2 separate regions of the Gossypium hirsutum genome follow, and region 2 is linked to region 1. Evidence: chromatin contacts called from public Hi-C data. All regions are on one chromosome and are shown on one strand. The core of a region is the stretch at or near the end of the contact, and the rest is flanking DNA. Distances in the headings are between cores, read along the strand shown. Region 1 holds the start of LOC121205059 (BRISC and BRCA1-A complex member 2). Region 2 holds the start of LOC107917957 (filament-like plant protein 4).

Region 1 (4,757 bases), core at 1,599-4,098:
GGTTGCCATCAGCTGCAATAAATGGAAAAACTCCTATGGAGAGGTGGGCTGGTAAACCTGCTATTGATTATGATTCTTTACATATTTTTGGTTCCACTGCATATTATCATGTAAAAGAATCTAAGTTAGACCCAAGAGCAAAGAAAGCATTATTCATGGGTATAACTGGTGGAGTAAAAGGATACCGTCTCTGGTGTCCTGATACAAGGAAAATAATTTTCAATAGAGATGTGACTTTTGATGAATCAACCATGATGAAGAACAATGATTCACAAAAGGATAACACAACCAGTGGCACTTTGCAGCAGGTGGAGCTTGAAAAGGTTAATGATGATCCAGCTAATATTGAAGGAACAAATGATGAAGAAGTTTCGACCCAAGAACTTCTACAACAACATGATTCAATTGTATATAGAAGGCCAAGAAGAGAGATTCGTATGCCTGCTCGCTTTGATGATATGGTGGCCTATGCACTTCCAATTGCAGATGATGATGTTCCTTCTACTTACACAGAAGCAAGAAGTAACTCTGATAGTGTAAAGTGGAAGCAAGCTATGAATGAAGAAATGCAGTCTCTTCATAAAAATAGGACTTGGGAGTTGGTGACACTACCTAAAGGAAAGAAGGCAATTGGATGCAAATGGGTATATGCAAAGAAGGAAGGATTTCCTGATAAAAATGAAGTTCGATACAAGGCTAGATTGGTAGCAAAGGGTTACGCTCAGAAAGAAGGAATAGACTACAATGAAGTATTTTCTCCAATTGTGAAGCATTCGTCTATTCGGATTTTGCTAGCCTTGGTTGCGCAATATGATCTTGAACTAGTTCAGCTCGATGTGAAGACCGTATTTTTACACAGTGATTTGGAAGAGGAAATCTATATGACTCAGCCAGATGGATTCAAGGTTGCTGATAAAGAAAATTGGGTTTGCAAACTGACAAAGTCACTTTATGGATTGAAACAATCTCCAAGGCAGTGGTACAAGCGATTTGATCAGTTCATGAAAGGGCAAAGGTATACAAGAAGTAAATTTGATCATTACGTGTATTTTCAGAAGCTACAAGAAGGATTTTTCGTATACTTGCTCTTATATGTTGATGATATGTTGATAGCATCTAAGAGTAAAGTTGAAATTGAGAGATTGAAGACTCAACTCAACCTTGAGTTTGAGATGAAAGATCTAGGTGAAGCTAAGAAGATCCTTGGCATGGAAATATGTAGGGATAGAGCTCATGGCAGAGTTAGTTTATCTCAGAAGCAATATTTAAAGAAGATACTACAGAAGTTTGGCATGAATGAGCAGACTAAAGCTGTAAGTACCCCGTTGGCTTCTCATTTCAAGCTTTCTGCACAACTATCTCCTTCGACAAATACGGAACAAGAATACATGTTACAAGTTCCGTATTCTAATGCAGTAGGTAACTTGATGTATGCAATGGTGTGTACAAGACCCGACATTTCACAGGCAGTTAGTATAGTGAGCAGGTATATGCATAATCCTGGAAAAGGACATTGGCAAGCTGTGAAATGGATTCTACGGTATATTCATAAGACCATGGATATTGGATTACTGTTCAAGCAGGATACTACACTTGGTAAAGGTGTTGTTGGGTACGTTGATTCTGATTATGCCGGTGATTTGGACAAACGAAGATCAACCACTGGTTATGTGTTTACTCTTGCTGGAGGACCAATAAGTTGGAAGTCTACACTGCAGTCTACAGTTGCGTTGTCAACCACAGAAGCTGAATACATGGCTGTAACAGAGGCTGTAAAGGAAGCTATTTGGTTACAAGGTATGGTTAAAACCTTGGGATTGGTCCAGGAGCATATTAATGTGTATTGTGATAGTCAAAGTGCTATTCATTTAGCAAAGAATCAAGTCTATCATGCACGTACAAAGCATATCGATGTACGTTTCCACTTTGTGCGGGAAATTATTGATGAGGGGAAAATTCACCTTCAGAAGATTAAGACTGCAGATAATCCCGCAGATATGATGACCAAGGTGGTAACAACAATCAAGTTCGAACATTGTTTGAACTTGATCAATATTCTGCATGTTTAACAGTTGAAGAAGGCACTATCAAGTGTTGTTGACAAAGGCAGAGAGAATTGTGTGAAAATAAGATTACTCGAATCAAATCTTCAAGGTGGAGATTATTGGGAATTATCCATATTTATGGAAAATCAAAGATATGGGTATCAAATAATAGAAAGTCAAAGATATGGGTATCAAATATTGGAAAGTCAAAGATATGGGTATCGAGATATTAGCATAATAAAATCTGAATATTTGCAATATATGGTCCCTAATTGTAAAGTGACTTTGCAAGTTGATCCCTGAACCTCAACTATAAATAGGCATAACCATCTCTCATTTTGTATCTCAAACTTGCCATTCTCTACTTAAGGCATTGTTTTCTCTCTCTCTCTTTGTAAATTCTCACTTGTATTTTGGAGTGAAATATATTTGGTAGTGCCCGAGGACGTAGGCAAAATTTGCTGAACCTCGTTAAATTTTGTGTTCTTTATTGTATTATTCTGCATGAATTGTGTGTGATTGCAGTGATTTATTGTGCTATTAAATTACGATTGAGGGATATTCTGGCTAGGAAAGACCTGATACTTAAGCGATCCTTGTGATCCACCTCTCTTTCCTGGGAATTGAACTTAGTGTGATTTTTTAGTACAATAATTTTACTCTTTTACACGCTTCCGCACAACATACTATTTTGAGTAATGGAGTATAATTTAAATACTATTTATAAAAAAAAAAGAAACAGAAGTAGAATTTAAGAAAAATGAGTATAGTTTAAATATGATGCAAGCGAAATACAAACTTTCACCATAGTCGGGTAATACCGGGTCAGTGTGGCTGATAAGAGGATGCCCGTTGTCATCATATTCTTAAACTTATAACTTAAAAAGTACTGAAACATAAACGGTGGTGATTCACTGGTCACTCCCTTTTTTTTTTCTTTATTGGTCGACCAGTTGATTGCCGGCGCGTAATTCAAAACCCGTCGCCGTAAAATCATCGGCTTTAAGCTTCATCAAAGCAAGAAGCATCGAAGTGATCTCTTTGAGCCTGTTAAAGGAGCTAGGCATGTCTCTCGATGGCTTCCCTCCATTCATTTCAGCTCAGCTCCATTATCTCATCAATCACTTTCCCGACAAAATCAAGGTAATTCTGTCTAACCCTATACCCCCCCATATCTTCAAATTGCCCATTTCAATCAACGACATTAGTTCGATGAAGAGCTAGGGTTCCGTTTTAACAGTAACGAAAGTTTCAATTTCTCTTGTAATTTTGATTTGCAGGTTGAGCAAGTGTTGTCTGGTGGAAAAACCTACACCGGGGGCCTAGATCGATTTACATTGCTTATTCCATATTGCTTAGACTATATTAAATGTCTGTAAGATTTTTAATTGCAAAATGTAAGATTTATCAGTAAAACTGCTTTCTATTTAGATGATATTTTTGTTTACATTGATCCAGGGGATATTATATACAATGCGGAGTTCCCATTGGCTCCACCGGATATAATATTTGGACCTGAAGATGAAGATTTTCACCCATTACACATGACTGGCCGTGTAGGAGAGGGGGACTTGAAGTTTTGGAACATTTTGTCTGATTGGAACTATAAAGACCCGACAAGGCTACTAGCTTTAATTCAGGAATTGAGGTTAGGCTTGATGTTTACTGACACTTGCTATTGCAATGGAAATCAAAATCTTTTATGGTTGTGGGGGGAAAGATAGCCAAAATGTTCATGTTATTTTCTTGTTAAATAGGGACCGGTATATGGCCTACCAGAAGAAACGTGTTGGAGAAGTGGATGATGATAGGTTGACATTTGAGATTAGCACTATTTGTTCACGAGAGGTAATCTCTTGGCATTTGTGTTTGGTTTCTGATGGAGAATGTTTTGAAAATCCTGCTGTGTTGTTTTCTTAACCTGAATTGTGATTCTTTTATAGATATTAGTTGAGGTTAAAGTAACGAATGAGGAAATGTGCAAATTCAGAGACATTTCCTTTACCATTTTTCTCAATGTTTGTTTGTTTAATCACACGAAGTCTGTCCTTAAATGTTGACCATTTTCATGACACATTTAGCCGTAATATACGTCTTTATCCTTAATTTCCTTTCTGCATTTTGTGCATGTCTGTTTCCGTATGTATGAACTGAAAGATAAAAATTTGCCGTCATATAGTTGCATATTGAACTTTTTAGCCTCTTTAGACTCTGTTAAGTCATTGAGTCAATGAACAAAATTTTTAACCATAATTATTTGAATCTGAATGTATTCAAATTTGTCTACACATGTATTTAAACTTAGTTTACTGTTTTCCACTATTGAAGCTCTTTCATTTTATGAGATGCTTGTATCTGTAAACTGAACTAATTGGTTAGTGCCTTAACTCCTTTCTCTTTTCTGATTCCTTTACTGTGCTGCAGGGAATTGAGATGCAAATTAGTTCAGGTGCTGAAAAGGTATTCCTTTTATGGAATATGATCTTTGTAAGTAGATTATGTGTGCTTAAAACATAATTGGTTTTTAACTAAATCCATGGTGTATATGCCTTTGAATCTTAGCGTAGCCAGAAGAGGTCAAATTTGCTGTGCCTCTAATGGATATGAACATAAACAAAATGGTGCATGGGTGCCCCTGGAGACATCCACAAAAGATATACTTACAGGTACCTTTCCTTCTTTTCCCTCTCATTTATGTGTAATCTAATTCTT
Region 2 (5,131 bases), core at 2,033-4,532, 530 kb after region 1:
TTCAACTTTTCAATGCTCTTTTCCTTTTTGAATTGAGAGAGCTCGGAGATCATACCAGTTGCCCATGAGTCGGCACAACTTTTTTCATCATCAATTCCATCTTCAGACACAGAAGTCACACTTGGTGAATTGCTAGCTTTTGAGGGGCTTCTTTGCTGGTTGCTGATGGCAAGTTGTGCTTCTAAAGTTTGAAGCTTGCTAGATGTCTTAGCACACAGATTCCTAGAAGCCAGTAGTTCACTGTTACGCTTTGCCAAAGCTTCTTTCAGCATCTTTGTTTCTTCTTCCATTGCTAATAATCGTTCAGTGAGAAACTCATTCTCTTTATGGAATTTCTGTGCATTGTCAAGGGAAAAGTCAGTGACAGCAGGTGTGTGTGGAGTAGAAGGCCGGACGGGAGACCTTTTTAATCGAGTATCTCCATAATCCCGGCCTAAACTCTCAACCTCTAGCTTCATTTGGGCAAGTGCAGCAGGACCAGGCAACTTTTTCCTCACAAGACCACGCAGTCTTTGGCACTCTGCTTCTAGCTTTGCTATCTTTTTTACACCCTCCATATGCTGCTTGTTAGCTGCTTCTGCAGTTCTCATGCTCATGTTCCTTTCTTCATTGCGAATTTCGAGCTCTTTGGAAACTACATGAATCTCATATTTCAGTGAATTGATTTCCCTTTCACATGATTCGATGTTACCCTTCAAACACTCAATCTGGGTCTCAGCTTGAGATTTTTCTTCAGTAATCTTGACCAGCATGTTAGAACGTTCTTGCAAAGACCTAGAAATTGCATCATTTTCAGCCGCAGACTTACAGAGCTCTTGGTCTAAATAAGCTATCTTTGCTTCGAGCTCAAGCTTAATCTTTTCACATTGCTTGTTTTTGCTAACAGCCAAATCTTGCAACTTCTGCTCATGTTCTTCCTTCAGATTTCGGATTTGCCGCATGCACTCTTTAAGAGCACCATCCAAATGCGATGCCCTATCTTCAGCAGTGAGCTTCAAAAGGGTAACAGATTCCAGATGATTTTTCAAGGCCAAGGCCTCTGCTTCAGCCTTTTCCCAACCTACAGCAAATTCAACAGCAGAGAGTGAGAAAAAATTGGACCAAGTTTAGCTACAGGAACTTTACTCTTATATTAGACTGAACATTTGAGCATAGACTAACCCGAGACTGCTTCTTCTGCAACTTTAGTGTGCTGTTTCACCAGGTCTTCCTTGCCACTAATCTCTGAATTGGCAGCAGAGAGCTTTTCATTCAAGTGCTTAATCTCATTCTCCAATGTCTGGACTTGTTCCTCGTATATTTTCACTTGATTCTCCAAACCAGTGAGATGTGAATATGATTCCATGGAAATTTGAACATACTTGGGTTTTTTGTAAGTATTCTGTTCAACACAAAATCATTATCTGATAAAACAGCTCAATAATTTAGATGATAAGCAGATATAAATCTCTGCTCCAGCTGAGATAATGTGCAAGGGCATAGAAATGTAGAATGTTGAGAAAATAAACACCAATTTTCCGATGTGGTTTAGTTACATAAACAAGATTTACCTGATCATTTTGAGATGCAGCTGAAGCTAAAGCAGCAGCGGCGGCATCTGCTTCGGCGGCAGCAGCAGCAGCATCTTTATCAGCTTTATCAGATGATTTTTTCTTCCAAGGCCAACGGCGGTCCATTACTTGAAACCCCTTTATAGCCTATGTCAAGAAGACCAAATAATTTGTCAAGAAAAATATATATACTGCAAAAGAAAAGGAAACTGAACATCACAGCCTCCCTCCAATCCAAAAATCATAGTATATGACTAAGGATACACGCTGCAACCAACCTATTTAGGCCGTATTACTCTCAGATAAGTTTCTGACACTCTTTTTCTAATCGAAATGAAAACAATTTCAAACCAAGTTCAATTTTCTTAAACCGTATTCAAAGACTATAAACAGAAACATGTTCTATGATACCAAAAGCTAACTGCCTTACATATTTGGTATCGAAACCACTCAAGAGTTCAAATAAATCCTCCCAAAGATAATGCAAATCTTAGTAATTCACTGAGAAATAGAAAAAATTAAGAATGAGGATCATCAGGTTAGGTAGATTTCTTTAACATTGCATGATGGAATAATGTTTTGGTGGATATTCACCAAACTATTAATAGCCACCAAGAATGCTAAGAAGAAAGTTTAATATTTTTATTAGAATTTACTTTGACCAAATCAAATTATTAGACAGCTGTCAGAAATCAAGGTGCTCTTCTCTTTTATACTACATTTTCTCAGCTACCAAACAGAGCATCATGTGAGGGGGTAAAAAAAGGTTTCCAAGGTTGAGAAATTACAAAGCAGATTGTACTACTAGAATGAAGAAGCAGCAGGAGTTTGGTATTTGTGGTAATTTGGGACTGAAAATAACGTGAAAGAAAAAGACAAGCCATCAATTTAGAACTGAAAAGGGAAGAAGAAGAAAAAAAAAGGCACCGTGTGACATCCATTCATTATCGTACAACATAAATATAAACGCCATGGTTTTAGATAGAAACAAGTAAGATCGTCAGTGTTTCAAAGTGTTGTGAATCGAATCAGAGCAAAACCAAGTTCATCAATGGCTTCAGTTGAAATGCAAAAAGAAGATCTAATCAAAAAGCAAAAGATCTTAGAATCAAAAGCTCGCTTCATATCAGGCAAAACAAGAAATTGAAACTTCACCGACAAAAAAAAAGCATCTCAAATGAAACATTTTAGTCTGCATAAAACCTGACATCTATTTGTCTTGCAATTAAAAGAAACCAGAAAGAAACAAAAACTAAGGGCAGAGGGAAAAACATAAGTTTTCCATTTTTACTCACTACGCACTACAACTGTGCTTTCACCATCAACCTTTATGCTTAAACCAAACAAACAAGCAAATGAAAAGTTAAAAAAAAAAAAAGAAAGAACGAAAGAAAGAAGCATTTTAGAACTCGCATTATTTCATAAACTTGACTTACCTTGAGAATCAGAAATGAAAGTTTGTACAGTATAAACAAAAGAGTGTTGTTTGAGATTTAAAGTTAAGATCCAAATTTGTGGGTTTTTTGGTTATTGGTTTCAGTGTTTTGAGGAAGTGAAAGAAGTGGTGGCAATGGCGGAGGAGGAGAGAGTGGGACCGTGGTGGTGGCGTTGGGGCAATAAAGCAAAAGTTACAAAACCAGTTCGGCTTTGAGATTATTAATAGTTTTCTGCAAATAAAAATTAAAGGCCACTGTTTTTTGTTTTTGTTCATTAATTACAGGCCAGTGTTAGTTACATATACACGTACGTATACACACATATATATATATGGTAAATTCCCTCAACTCATATTAGATTTTAGGACTTTCCATCTATAAACCTTTTATTTTTAATCATATTTATATCTTAAATTCTCATTTAAGGTTTATATTTAATATATTCATAGCCTACATAATGGCATTATCTTATTTATTCTTAAACATATGATAAAAATATGAACCACTATTTTATGTATATTGTTTTAGATAATTTGAGCACTAAATATTTTTATTCTCTAATTTTATAAAAAAAGTCATTTTAGGTTTCAATTAAATTTTTTAAATTTATATTATTTATCAAATCATTTCAAAATAATTGAAAATTTTAACATTTGTTAACTTTACTCACTATACACATGGCAACCCACATGCATGTTATCTTAACAATTAACATGTACGTCAGTAATTAATTATTTTTTTAATTTTTTAAATTTTAAATAATTAATTAATTGTAGGCATGACATCTATGTTACAACCCACATATCTACCACATCAATAAAATTAACAAATATTAATTTTTCATCTATTTTTTAATAGTTTAACAAACAACGTAAATTTAAAGATTAAAAAAAGATAAAAATTAAAATAGAAAATTAAAATAACCTTATTTATAAAATTAGAAGACCAAATGAATTATTATGTTAAAAAAATTAAAAATGAGAAATGAATTTTGGCAATTCATTGTTATACCTTTTTCATGTTATAATTATTTTATATATTAATATAATTTTAATAAGTTTGTAATTTATATTAATAATTTAAATATATTATGTTTTTAAATCAAATTTAATACATTTTGGCATAGCTATATACTCACTGTGGTAGAGCAACTGCTGGGCTGTAAACGATATTTTGGAAAGCTATGTTTCTATGTGCGATTTTGGCGTACTGTAAATGTTACGACTTAGGACCGCCGTCACTACTCGTTACAGCTAATGAGGATTTGTTTTAATCAAATATTGCCTGCTACCATGCTCCGTCGCTGCATCTATTGCCATGTGTAACCGCATCTCCACCATTGAAATTGCTTCAGTCCGTTGGTATTCGGGACATGTAATTTAATGTTAGTGATTTTCGACCCCAATTGCAGGATTTTGTTGTCTACTGAATTTGGTTTTATCCTGCTCTCTAATCTTTGCTTTACATCCATCACTAATTTCTGTTTTGCTAGATTAAATTACTTCCTCAGTCATGCTAAATAGAAGTTCATTAAATAGTAATAGAATGTTGATTGCGTATTTCTTAATAGAATGTTAATGTGCATTTCTTATTTTAGTTCTTTTAAATTAGAGTGGTTCTCATTTTCGTCATTTTAAAATTAGGATAAATTATCTGTTAAATATTTTAAATAGACATTGTTATTATTTTAGACACTAAAAAATACATTAGTCTTCCATTATTATTTTAAGGGTGGAGTGACAAATTTGATCAATTTTTTTTTTGGCTATGATCAAATTAACAAAAAAAATTAAGAGTGGACCAAAATAAGAACGACCATTACCTTAATTAGGTGACATTGCAATCATACTCACCCTTGCCTGCCAAGCAACTTGCCATGAAAACCCCTTGCAATGACTCCAACACCAACTTGTTTAGTCTTTAGATCTAATAAACCATCAACATTTGTCTTAACCCAACCTTGCTCTGGTTTTTGCTAATTAACCTCATCATTACATTGATTTTCATTCAGATTAGAAGACATCCCATTATACCCAATCTCTAGGATCTCCATAGCTACCACTTCTTTCTTGCAAATAGTCCTCTTAGCATTTATTCTAGCCCCTTGCATCATCATCTCACAACGCATCTTCCATATCATCCACT

The links. Hi-C and Micro-C count contacts between places; a contact is called where the count stands out from the background.
Region 2: a contact with region 1 is called in a Hi-C map of leaf, with 4 times the contacts expected there. The contact joins the promoter of LOC107917957 here to the promoter of LOC121205059 in region 1. A contact is called at or near these places in 2 of 34 Hi-C or Micro-C datasets (both in leaf).

Annotation. Positions count from the first base shown.
Region 1 is chrA01:21,897,572-21,902,328 of Gossypium_hirsutum_v2.1, forward strand. LOC121205059 (BRISC and BRCA1-A complex member 2) reads left to right here and starts at 2,849. Exons shown (of 13, transcript XM_041075994.1): 1 at 2,849-3,188; 2 at 3,326-3,416; 3 at 3,504-3,693; 4 at 3,803-3,893; 5 at 4,470-4,505; 6 at 4,613-4,711. The coding sequence starts at 3,111.
Region 2 is chrA01:22,425,896-22,431,026 of Gossypium_hirsutum_v2.1, forward strand. LOC107917957 (filament-like plant protein 4) reads right to left here and starts at 3,283. Exons shown (of 6, transcript XM_016847403.2): 1 at 2,987-3,283; 2 at 1,551-1,697; 3 at 1,162-1,381; 4 at 1-1,060. The coding sequence starts at 1,676.